Linked DNA regions of Arabidopsis thaliana: region 1 is linked to region 2. The links are chromatin contacts, called in public capture Hi-C maps. All regions are on one chromosome and are shown on one strand. The core of a region is the stretch at or near the end of the contact, and the rest is flanking DNA. Distances in the headings are between cores, read along the strand shown. Region 1 holds the start of AT4G18300 (Trimeric LpxA-like enzyme). Region 2 holds the start of NAC071 (NAC domain containing protein 71).

Region 1 (5,406 bases), core at 989-3,488, 140 kb after region 2:
TCTTTACTGGTCTATTACGACATTAACAACAACAGGTTATGGAGACTTACATGCTGAGAACCCAAGAGAAATGTTGTTCTTTGTGTTTTTCATGCTCTTCAACCTCGGTTTCACATCTTACCTCATAGGAAATATGACCAACCTTGTGGTTCACTGGACTAGCCGCACCAGAAACTTTGTAAGTTCAATAACTTTTCTTTCGACTTCACATCAATCTCTTATAACTATAACCTGCAAAAAAAAATATATATATATATATATTCATAGGTTAATAAGAAACCTGATTCTTTGAATTAAACAGAGAGATACTGTAAGAGCTGCTTCAGAGTTTGCATCAAGAAACCAACTCCCACCAAACATACAAGACCAAATGTTATCACACATTTGCTTAAAGTTTAAAACAGAGGGTCTGAAACAACAAGAAGCTTTAAATGGTTTGCCGAAAGCAATCCGGTCAAGCATTGCAAACTATCTCTTCTTCCCAATCGTTCAGAACGTCTACCTATTTCACGGAGTTTCTCGCAACTTCCTATTTCAGTTGGTAAAACACTCATTTGTTAACTCTTTCTTTGTCCATCTCTTTCTGTTATAATGTTCCATAAAGTTACCAACCAACTCGATATGCTTTTTCTGACCAAGGTTTCAGATATAGACGCCGAATATTTCCCACCAAGAGAAGATGTAATACTACAGAACGAAGCTCCTACTGACCTCTACATCCTAGTCTCAGGGGCAGTGGTGAGTGAATGAAATTTAAAATAAATAATTGTATAGGAATGTTGAAGTTACCTTCTAACATGTTTTACTCGCTCATGTGGTGATTGTGCAGGATTTTACTGTCTACGTTGGCGAAGAAGATCAGGTATGTGAACAATATATATCACCAAAAGAACTTCACTGTAGAACTCTTAGCTGAAAAAAGAGAAATGACTGTAATCCTCACATTCATGTAGGTTCAAGGCAAGGCGGTTGTTGGCGATGCATTTGGAGAGATTGGTGTGTTATGCTATACACCACAACCTTTCACAGTTAGGACAACAGAACTATCTCAGATACTACGGATAAGCAAAAAATCTCTAATGAGTGCTATGCGAGCTCATGTCGAAGATGGACGAGTCATAATGAACAACCTCTTCATGGTAAGTAAGAATGATATAACATCCTGGGAACTAATTTTATTTCAGAGATGTTTTCACAATGATGTTAATCAATACGAACTCATTTCATGATGATATATGTAGAAACTTAGAGGGCAACAATCAATAGCAATTGATGATCCAAATTCAGAACCAGAGTCACTTCTCAAGGAGTGGCTTGTTGGTGGTTCAAAGACAGGAGAAGGAAACGCTAGTGATCAAGGACATGGGCACAAATATTTACAACTGCATGATTCAGAAAATATTGATATGGGGTCAACTGAATGGAGAGATTCAAGAAGATCTGGTTATGGCGAAACGAAAAGAGTTCGAGAACATACGATAGAGATAGAAGAAGGAGAAAAACCAAATAAAGAGTTTGATGGAAAAGGTTGCTCTGATGCAGATCTTACCTCATTTGAATTTCATTCACAGGAAGCATATCCATATTGCAGATCAAACATCCAAATCAAACAACATGAAGCTGCAAAACCAAAAGATAAAAGAGTTACCATCCACTTGAAGTCCCGGGACAAAGATTTGTCGAAGCTGATAATCCTTCCTGCTTCCATAGAAGAGTTGCTAAGACTTGCAGGTAAGCTCTTTTACTTGTTAATTCTCTAAGAAACTACTGAACATAAGAAGGAAGTAAAGTAAACTAGAAAATTATGGTGCAGGTGAAAAATTTGGATACAGCTTCACAAAGGTCACGAATGCGGAAAACGCAGAAATAGATGATGAAGATGTGATTAGAGATGGTGATCATTTGTATATTCTCATCAATGAAAACTCTTAACAAGACTTTAGTAACCACTGTTTTCTTTCCATAGAGTGTATATGTATATCTGCAGGCAATGTAATGTTTTTTACTAGAAAAACATTTGATCATCAAAGAAGATCCTAGAGAACTTATAACTGGACAATGTTAATCCATCAGAATTCTGAATTTAACAGAGCATTTCCCGCGTAAACGTTTACATTCGAGTTTATATATATTGGGCCTTATTGGGCTTAGATGAGTTTAATTACTAATAAATGAGATTAGGCCTAGTTAATTATAAAATAAACATTTTTTCCCCTTAAAAAATTGTATCAAAGATTTTCTCATGCGAGGATTTGATTTTGAAGTCTGTCGTGAATTTTTCATTTCAATCGAATTTGATCGGAGATATGGGTGCTCAGAAGAAACCCGCGGCGGCTAAGGTTCGTGAGGATTCAGAGGATCTAAGTCGTCAACGATTACAAGCCATTCTTCTAGCCGACAGCTTCACCACTCAATTCCGTTCCATAACCCTAGAACGACCAAAGGTACTATTGCCGATAGTGAACATCCCGATGATTGATTACACTTTAGCATGGCTCGAATCAGCTGGGATCGAAGAGGTTTTTGTGTTCTGTTGTGCTCATTCGTCGCAGATCATCGATTACCTGAAGAAATCGGAATGGTACACACGCCCAAACCCAAACTTGTTGGTGAGAACGATAGTGTCTCACAATTCCACCAGTGTTGGAGATGCTCTGCGTTATATCTATGAACAACAGACAGAGACGTCGCAGATTCAAGGTGATTTTGTTCTTGTTAGTGGTGATACTGTTAGTAATATGCCACTTGCTGATTTGATTCAACAACATAGAGATAGGAAGAAGAAAGATGAGAAAGCTATCATGACTATGGTTTTTAAGAAGCAGTCTAGACTAGGAATAGGATCTGATCAACTCTTTGTTGCAGTAGATCCTTTAACGAAACAGCTTCTTCATTACGAGGAATGTAATTCGAGAGGCGGGGACTTTTGCTTAGATAAGTCCTTGTTGGATAGTACTGTTTTATGCAGTGATATGCAGGATTGTTACATTGACATTTGTTCTCCTGAGGTGCTTAGTCTCTTTGAGGATAACTTTGATTATCAGCATATGCGCCGTCATTTTGTTAATGGTTTGCTTGTTGATGATATTATGGGTTACAAGATTTTCACTCATGAGATTCAGTCGAGTTGTTATGCTGCAAGGATCGACAATTTACGGAGCTATGACACTGTTAGCAAGGATATAATCCAGAGGTGGACATACCCGTACGTACCTAATATCGATTTCAGCGGGAATCGCCCTGTAAAGCTCGGGAGACGGGGGATATACCGGGCTTCTGATGCAGTTCAATCACACACTGCAGATGTTGGAGCTTCCACTGTCATTGGATATGGCACCAAAATTGGTAATGGAGGTAAAATCTATAACTCTGTTATTGGGAACGGATGTTGTATTGGATCAAATGTGGTGATACAAGGCTCATACATATGGAACAATGTTACGATTGAAGATGGGTGTGAGATAAGGAACGCTATTGTCTGTGATGGTGTGAAAGTCAGAGCAGGAGCTGTTCTGCAGCCTGGTGTTGTTTTGTCTTTCAGTGTTGTAGTTGGGCGGGACTTTGTTGTACCTGCATATTCAAAGGTCTCTTTACTTCAACAGCCAACTACAGAAGACAGCGATGAAGAGCTGGAATATGCTGATAGTAGCAGCGGGACTGCAGATCATTCGTCAGGCCTAAATAATTTGCAAATTGAGTCCAAAGCATCTGAGCTTGGTCCTGATGGAGCAGGTTACATCTGGGAAATATGTGACAGCGCTCATGATGAGGAGTGGAAACATTCTGTTGTACCAATCCCCATGGATAAACTTGCCGATATCACTGGGGCCATGGACGATGATGACATAGAGGATGACATTGTTGTCCCACCTTCTGGAGAGTTGAAATCTGATACTGATATTATTAACACTGATGCAAATGATTCCTATGGCGACTTTGAGAGAGAGGTTGAAGAAGAATTCTTAAGTGCCGTTGAAAAGGATAACAAAGCGGACATTGTAATTCCTTTGATTAACTCACACCGGTTGGCGTACAACATGGACTCTGCAGATTGTGCTGGAGCAGTATTCTACTCTATGATGAGACTGGCAGTAAAGAGTCCACATAATTCTGCTACTGAATTGTACAGAAACGCGATGGGTGTCATAACTAAATGGAAGGGAGTTCTTGGGTTCTATTTAAAGCAAACTGATGCACAGATAGAAGTGATAATGAAATTCGAAGAGATGTGTCAGGAATCTGAAGAGTTGAGCCCTTTGTTTGCTAAACTTCTGCCTTTTCTGTATGACAAAGACGTGGTGCAAGAAGATGCGATCTTGAGATGGGGGGAAGAGAAAGCAGGAGCAGACGATTGTGACAAAGTTTATCTGAATAAATGTGAGTCATTCATAAAGTGGCTCAAGGAAGCATCTGAGGAGGAAGAAGAAGATAGTTAGATTGGTAAGCGTGACTTTCGATAGGTTGCAATGTGATTTCATTATACAGTCTATTTTGTAAAGTGATAATTTACATTTAAGATAGTAGTACTCTGTTATTTAACTGGCATCATCAACAATCTTTTGTTAGGTTTGTTGTTGAATGAGATATTTCCCATAAATCTATCCATCAAGGGTTTGTTGTATACTTGCATGTGCAAGAGATATGTTGACTAGGCTATTAAAAGAATTCATACGAAACGTTTTGTAGATAGAGTAAAGTTGATTTAAATGTGAGTCTCAAACGAAACTTAACTTGTGACGGTGTTATTCCAAATTTCCCAATTCAACCTTTACTTTTGTGTCCTTACGTCTTGAAAACATTATTACCGTCTTTGGTAACTTCATAACATGGACTTAGGGTACGCGGAAAAAGAAGAGAAAGTGTAACAAACTTAAAAATTGACGGCTATGATCAAGTTAAAAAGAAGCTTAGTTACTTAATATAGAATTACTTGGAAATATGGTGGCTGGAGAGTTCGTCACCATGGTGATATTGACTAATGAGATAGAAAACACGAAATCATAATCACATTTTGTTTTCTATTTTGTTGTTAATTTTAGTGGATTGTGTGTGTTAATGTATTTCTGACGAAAATATTCGTTTTAGTATACTAGCCTGACTTTTAACTTAAAGCTATGGTTCAGTTTTTCTATAAAACTTGTATTCTCTTCATTCGATCTTCCCACACCACACATTATTATATTTCTCAAACGAAATTTCTCTCTTCAAACAAGAAATACTAAAAGACTGCTCGATCTCTTCAAAATGTATCTAAACAAACTTCCCTCTCTTCCATTCTTTTCTCTAATAGTTTGTGCTCTGATCACTATGATTCCTCTCACAATTTAGTTATATTCTTCCTATCATTCCATTAACTCGTTTCTTGTAATGAGTTTTTTTTGAAAATGTAGCTAGCAAAATATTTTC
Region 2 (5,368 bases), core at 1,798-4,297:
CGAGTCTCGAATTCTCGGAGGCATTACCGTTCGCGGCGTTTGCGTCGTTGCTAGTGGAAATGGTGGCGAGGCTCGATAATGTAATCGAAGAAGTTGAGGAATTGGGAAGGATCGCAAGTTTTAAGGAGTATGATAACAAGCGAGATCAGACGGCTGACGATGTCCGATGCGAAAACCCGGCGAATGTTACGATCAGTGTCGGTGCCGCGGAATGAAGCAACGAACGACGACGATAAATTGAGTTTTTTAGATTAGACTAAACCGATCGGTATAAGGGGTCGATGATGCGATTCGATTCGGTTTGGTATGATTCGGTTTGTCCTTTTTACGATGATGGGAATTAGGAATCGGATGCTTTTTCCTTTTCGTGTCTTCGTTTTCAGAATTTACTAATAAGAAAATTATCGTTTCTTGAATAGAAAAAACTATTATGTGTTTCGTTGTGTAATGAATTGAGATGTCTGGTTAAGACAAACAATACAAGGAGAAAGATACAGTCGTAATGTTTAAGGCCGGTTATTTCTGGTCCGGCAATTTGAATTTCCGGAATTTAATTGTAAAGTGAAAAACAGAAAAAAAAGAAAAAACAAAAAAAGGAAGGGCCCAACCGGGTTCGAACCGGTGACCTATTGATCTGCAGTCAATTGCTCTATCACTGAGCTATGGACCCAATTTGATATTGTTCACATTTTGTAAATCATATAGACTATATATCAAAAGTATTTCGTAGATCATTTTCAAGAGGAAGAAATATTCTTATAAATTTTAAAAGAATGAAATGTAGAAAGCTCATGGAAAAAAGAATTTTGTTTGAAAGGTCTCTAACAATTGAGAAATGCAAGCTTTTGGGATTTTCATACATCTGTAAACAAATTGCTGCGTCACATAGTTTTTGATTTTAATCTCTGCATATTTATGGAATTTTGTTTACATAAACTTTTGAAATGTCAAAATGGTCCCGAAACTATTGCTTTTATAGACAAAATATTGGATTTTTAATGCAAATGATTGTTATGACTTCTACATAAGTTGCTTTATATAATATAAGTTTGGTCCAATTAATGATTGAGAAGAACATGATTGATTCTCTTTGCATATATCATATCAAAGGTATCGGAACATTAAAATAAGACTCTATAATAACGTAAATCTTCATACGAAAAAACTTTAAATAAGGAATTTATTATACTCATTCCTTATATTAGCAAACAATATATATAAAACTAAAATAAAAACCAAGAGTAAGATAATTAAATTCTCAAAAGAAAATGATAGACGTTCACAACTAGTTCTTCTTCTTCTTCCAAGTTCCAAGACACCAACGTTAAAAGGCGTTTTTGTCCTAAGAACGAACCAACATTTCTTGTAGCTAAAAAAGGTTTGAGTAGTCAAATGAACCGGTTTGGTCATTTTCATAATTTGTCCAATAACCGGTTTGCATCGACTGATCAATGTCCTGGTCCACATTGAAATAACAAGAGCTCACCGGAAATTCCACGTGGTGGTTTGCCGTGGTGACCGGAAAATGGTAGTTGGGAAAGCACTCAGAAGCAACCTCCTTAATCTGAGGATAATCCTATATTTAAAATCACAAAACCAAAAACACATATCAGACCACTACTGTCTATACAAAAACTATTTTGGTTTAGATAATAGATGTAGGTACCTTTGACGAATCAAGGATGAAATCAGGAGAAATCCAAATGCTTGAAGAGTCGTTTGTAGTAGAAGAAGGCTTGAACGATTGAATCTGCGACGCTTCATCGCGACAAGGAGAGGTCGCGAGGCTAGAGTAACAAGAACCAATGTCTTGTTCGTTTTTATTTTTCAAACTTTTCGAATTTTTCTTCAGTTCATTCTTCTTAACTACGCGACATAACGCAAAAGCTCCCTAAAATTCAAACATATATATGGTTTTTAGGCTTCGTTCCATTAGTTCATAAAAATGAATATTATGAAGTTGGATCAAATGAAACGAACTCTAATTTTCTTACCTTGAAATTTGGTGATTTTTGTGAATGATCATCAATATCGCATAGACGATATTCATGCATAAACCAATTAGTTCTGTCGCCTAATGGGGCACGACCTTCATAGAAAACTAAGGTTTTTCGGTATCCAGCTATAACATGCGATGATTTACAAGTGATTTTCCGGTCTTTACCAGTTGCTTTCCAATAACCCGCTTTTGTAGCCCTATTGGTTCGAGAACCGTTTGCATATTTTTTGTCTCTTGGACAGAAAAAGAACCATTCCAAATCTCTATTTGGAAGGAAAGATTTACCTAAAATTCAAAGATAAAATCAAACAAATTTAGTTTTATTTAAATATAAATTTATGGATAAAAATCTAATTGTTTTCCTTTTCAAATTACCTGGCAACTCCCAAGGATCAAATTTGTATAAGTCGATAACAGGAATGACTTCAAGCTCAATCTCGAGACCTTCTATTTTTCTACTCAAGTAGTAGCCTATGAGCTCTTCATCAGTTGGATGAAATCTAAATCCTGGAGGCAAACATGAACTCCCCATTTGCAAAATTCACACTTGTAGCTTGCGACACAAGAGAGTTGTCGAAAGCTAATATTTAACTAAATATCTATTGACTATTTGGAAAATCTAAAAATATAAACTTTTTTCGACATTCAATTTGTTTTTGAAAATAAGTTGCAACTCACTTTGATTGCATCCTTTTTGTGACAATATCATTGTCTGAAAGAGATTGTATGTTTACAAAAAAAAAAACGAATTATCCAAAATTCTCTTTTTAAAAATATATCTAACACCTAAGAAAAAAAATAGAAACAAACTTAAGGTACAATTCAGAAATAACGAAGAGCAGTTGGTGGAAGAGCTAATTGCTGCGGGTCAAAGAGTCTGACTGAGGAAAAGGGTTCTCTGACTTATTAGCTATACAAGACCAAAAAAAAAAAAAAGTTATTAGTGAGTATTGATTAGGAGAGTGATTAAGATCGGAGAGAAGAAGAGAAGGTTGGTAGAGTGTTGAATGGTTGTGGGGTGAATGATATTTATAGCACAAAGGTTGCGAAACTTTGTGAGGCAAATTTAATCATAGCTTAAAATATGTTGATGAATTTTTCTGTAGAATAAACAAACAGTATTATAATAGTCAGTGCCGTTAATATTCAGAAGAAAAAATAACTCGACACACCGAAAGCGGATAAAGACATTGCTTGTCTTAAGAGTTCCCAAAATTCAAAAAGAAAGTGGACCTACCTGGTCTCTAAAGTTAGACTTGTTCACACTTCACACATCAATGATTCAATAATACTATCACCTATAATTAATCAAAACTTATTTTTCTATTTTTTAATTTCATAAGACGTCGTTTCGTTTTGTAAAACGATATGTTTATAGGTGTGTTGGCAAATTAGTCACTTTTGAAAACATAATTATGGAGTTGGGCAAGTTACTATTTACACTTGACAAAACATGTAACTCACTTTGGGCGTGTAATAGACGAGCGTGAAATAGAAGTTTGGGGTGGGGTAAGTGATGTGTTTTGAAATTACCGAACTATCCTTTTGACAGAGAAGAAAGATAAAAGTGAAATATTCTTTTTTTTTTTATTTCTTTTTAATAACCCCTCCAATTTAATAATTGAAATACTTATCAATATAAATTTATTTTCTAAACTAATTCATATACATAAAAATCTATGTATTTTTCTTTATAATTTGATATGCATTTTGTTAATATTTTTAATATATTACAGACATTTTATCAGTAGTCGGTACACTTAATTATGTGTACAGACTTTATTTTGTACGTTGCATTAGCTGTACAGAGTATATAATTGTATGGAGTATACAATTATCAGTAGTCACTTTTCACTGTTGATTCGTACACTTAGACCTGTACAATATTTTTAGTGTATATATATATATATAAATATACACAACGTACACTTACATCTGTACACTAAAAAATGTTGTACAGATCTAAGTGTACGAATCAAACAGTTAAAAGTGACTACTTTGCAAATTGTGAATAGTAAAATGACTATTTTTCCAATTATGGCTGGACGATTTCAATTTGTACTTATTAAATAAGTTGTATAAATAAAAATCTGTACACATAATTAACTGTACTGACTACTAATAAAAATGTTTATATAATATATTTAAAATTATTAACAAAATGCATATCAAATTATAGAGAAAAAATATAGATTTTTATGTATCTGAATTAATTTAGAAAATAAATTTACATTGATAAGCATTTCAATTATTAGATTGAAGAGGTTATTAAAAAATAAATAAATATATATATATATATATATATATATATATATATATATATATATATATATAAAGAAATACAAAGAATGTGAGTATGAGGAGAGAGAAATGTTGAATCTAAAAGCACAAATCCCAATTGCTTTCAACGACATTGGAGAAGAAGAAGATTAGTGGCATATTTGTAAATAATAGAGTTGGTATGGGGTATATTTGATTTTGTCTGTAATAGGGTCAAAGGTTAGTGACTAAAAATCCAATTATAAATAGTAATTTGCCCAATTCCATAATTAAGTTTAAATATCTGACTACTTTACAACTTAACCCTATGTTTATTTGCATGTCATTCTTGTATATCGGATTAGTAAACCTTGGTTAACCAAAAAGAGAGAGATATATTTTACATTTCTCTAATGTTTTTTCTAGCTCGTTTCTTTGATATAAGTATGTAACGGGAGTTTTAGTTCTAGGTCATAGAAACTCGGTCCTAGCTAATTCTTTTATTTTTCCTTTCGTTCAATATTCTAAACTTTTTCTTGACTATTTTGAAGGGGGTGTAACAATGTTCCTCCACGTCAGTATGAGTAAGACAAAACTGCTTTTTATTAGAGTAACCACTTTCAACTTTTAAGACATTAGAAGAGATAACAAAACTTTGAAGAAAATTTTGTTTATTGTCTTCTTTTTACCGGAAATATGTTATTGTTTAAGATGTAAAGTTGTAGTTTAAAGTTTAGTTCCCATTTGTGTAAGACCCGATAGCTGAAATATTCAAGAGGAAAAGAAAATAAAAAAATATTGGGAAAACGAATGACTTCACGAGATGGAAATGTATAAGGTTAATAAGTTCTATATACCAAAAAGTGCACCTTATAATTATACGATACTTTAGGAACGGTCACCATGACCCCTAACACTGATTAAAGAGAGACAAAAGAACAAAAATGAAGAAAAAGGCCTAAAGCGTGAATAACTACGTCATATGGTAGGAAAAGAAGAAGTTAGCCTATGAAATACGAATAACGGATCTTCTATGTTGACTATACTGAGCCCTAATTTTATATATCAAAAAGTACCATATACGTTTGAATATTATGTCGTTACTAATTA

Evidence for each region. Capture Hi-C pulls out chosen DNA fragments and counts their contacts.
Region 1: a capture Hi-C map of seedling shows a contact between it and region 2, with 2.0 times the contacts expected there.

The regions. Positions count from the first base shown.
Region 1 is chr4:10,116,546-10,121,951 of TAIR10.1, forward strand. It overlaps AT4G18300 (Trimeric LpxA-like enzyme), which reads left to right and starts at 2,239. Exons shown (of 1, transcript NM_117940.2): 1 at 2,239-4,713. The coding sequence starts at 2,307. The coding sequence ends at 4,436. KAT2 (potassium channel KAT1-like protein) reads left to right here. Exons shown (of 11, transcript NM_001341273.1): 5 at 1-178; 6 at 302-541; 7 at 640-738; 8 at 830-862; 9 at 954-1,139; 10 at 1,242-1,731; 11 at 1,814-2,107. The coding sequence ends at 1,932.
Region 2 is chr4:9,977,508-9,982,875 of TAIR10.1, forward strand. It overlaps NAC071 (NAC domain containing protein 71), which reads right to left and starts at 3,048. Exons shown (of 4, transcript NM_001341249.1): 1 at 2,375-3,048; 2 at 1,995-2,284; 3 at 1,667-1,891; 4 at 1,196-1,576. The coding sequence starts at 2,531. The coding sequence ends at 1,370. It overlaps ALMT12 (aluminum-activated, malate transporter 12), which reads left to right. Exons shown (of 6, transcript NM_117907.4): 6 at 1-516. The coding sequence ends at 215. It overlaps AT4G17975 (a tRNA gene), which reads right to left and starts at 670; the gene lies at 599-670.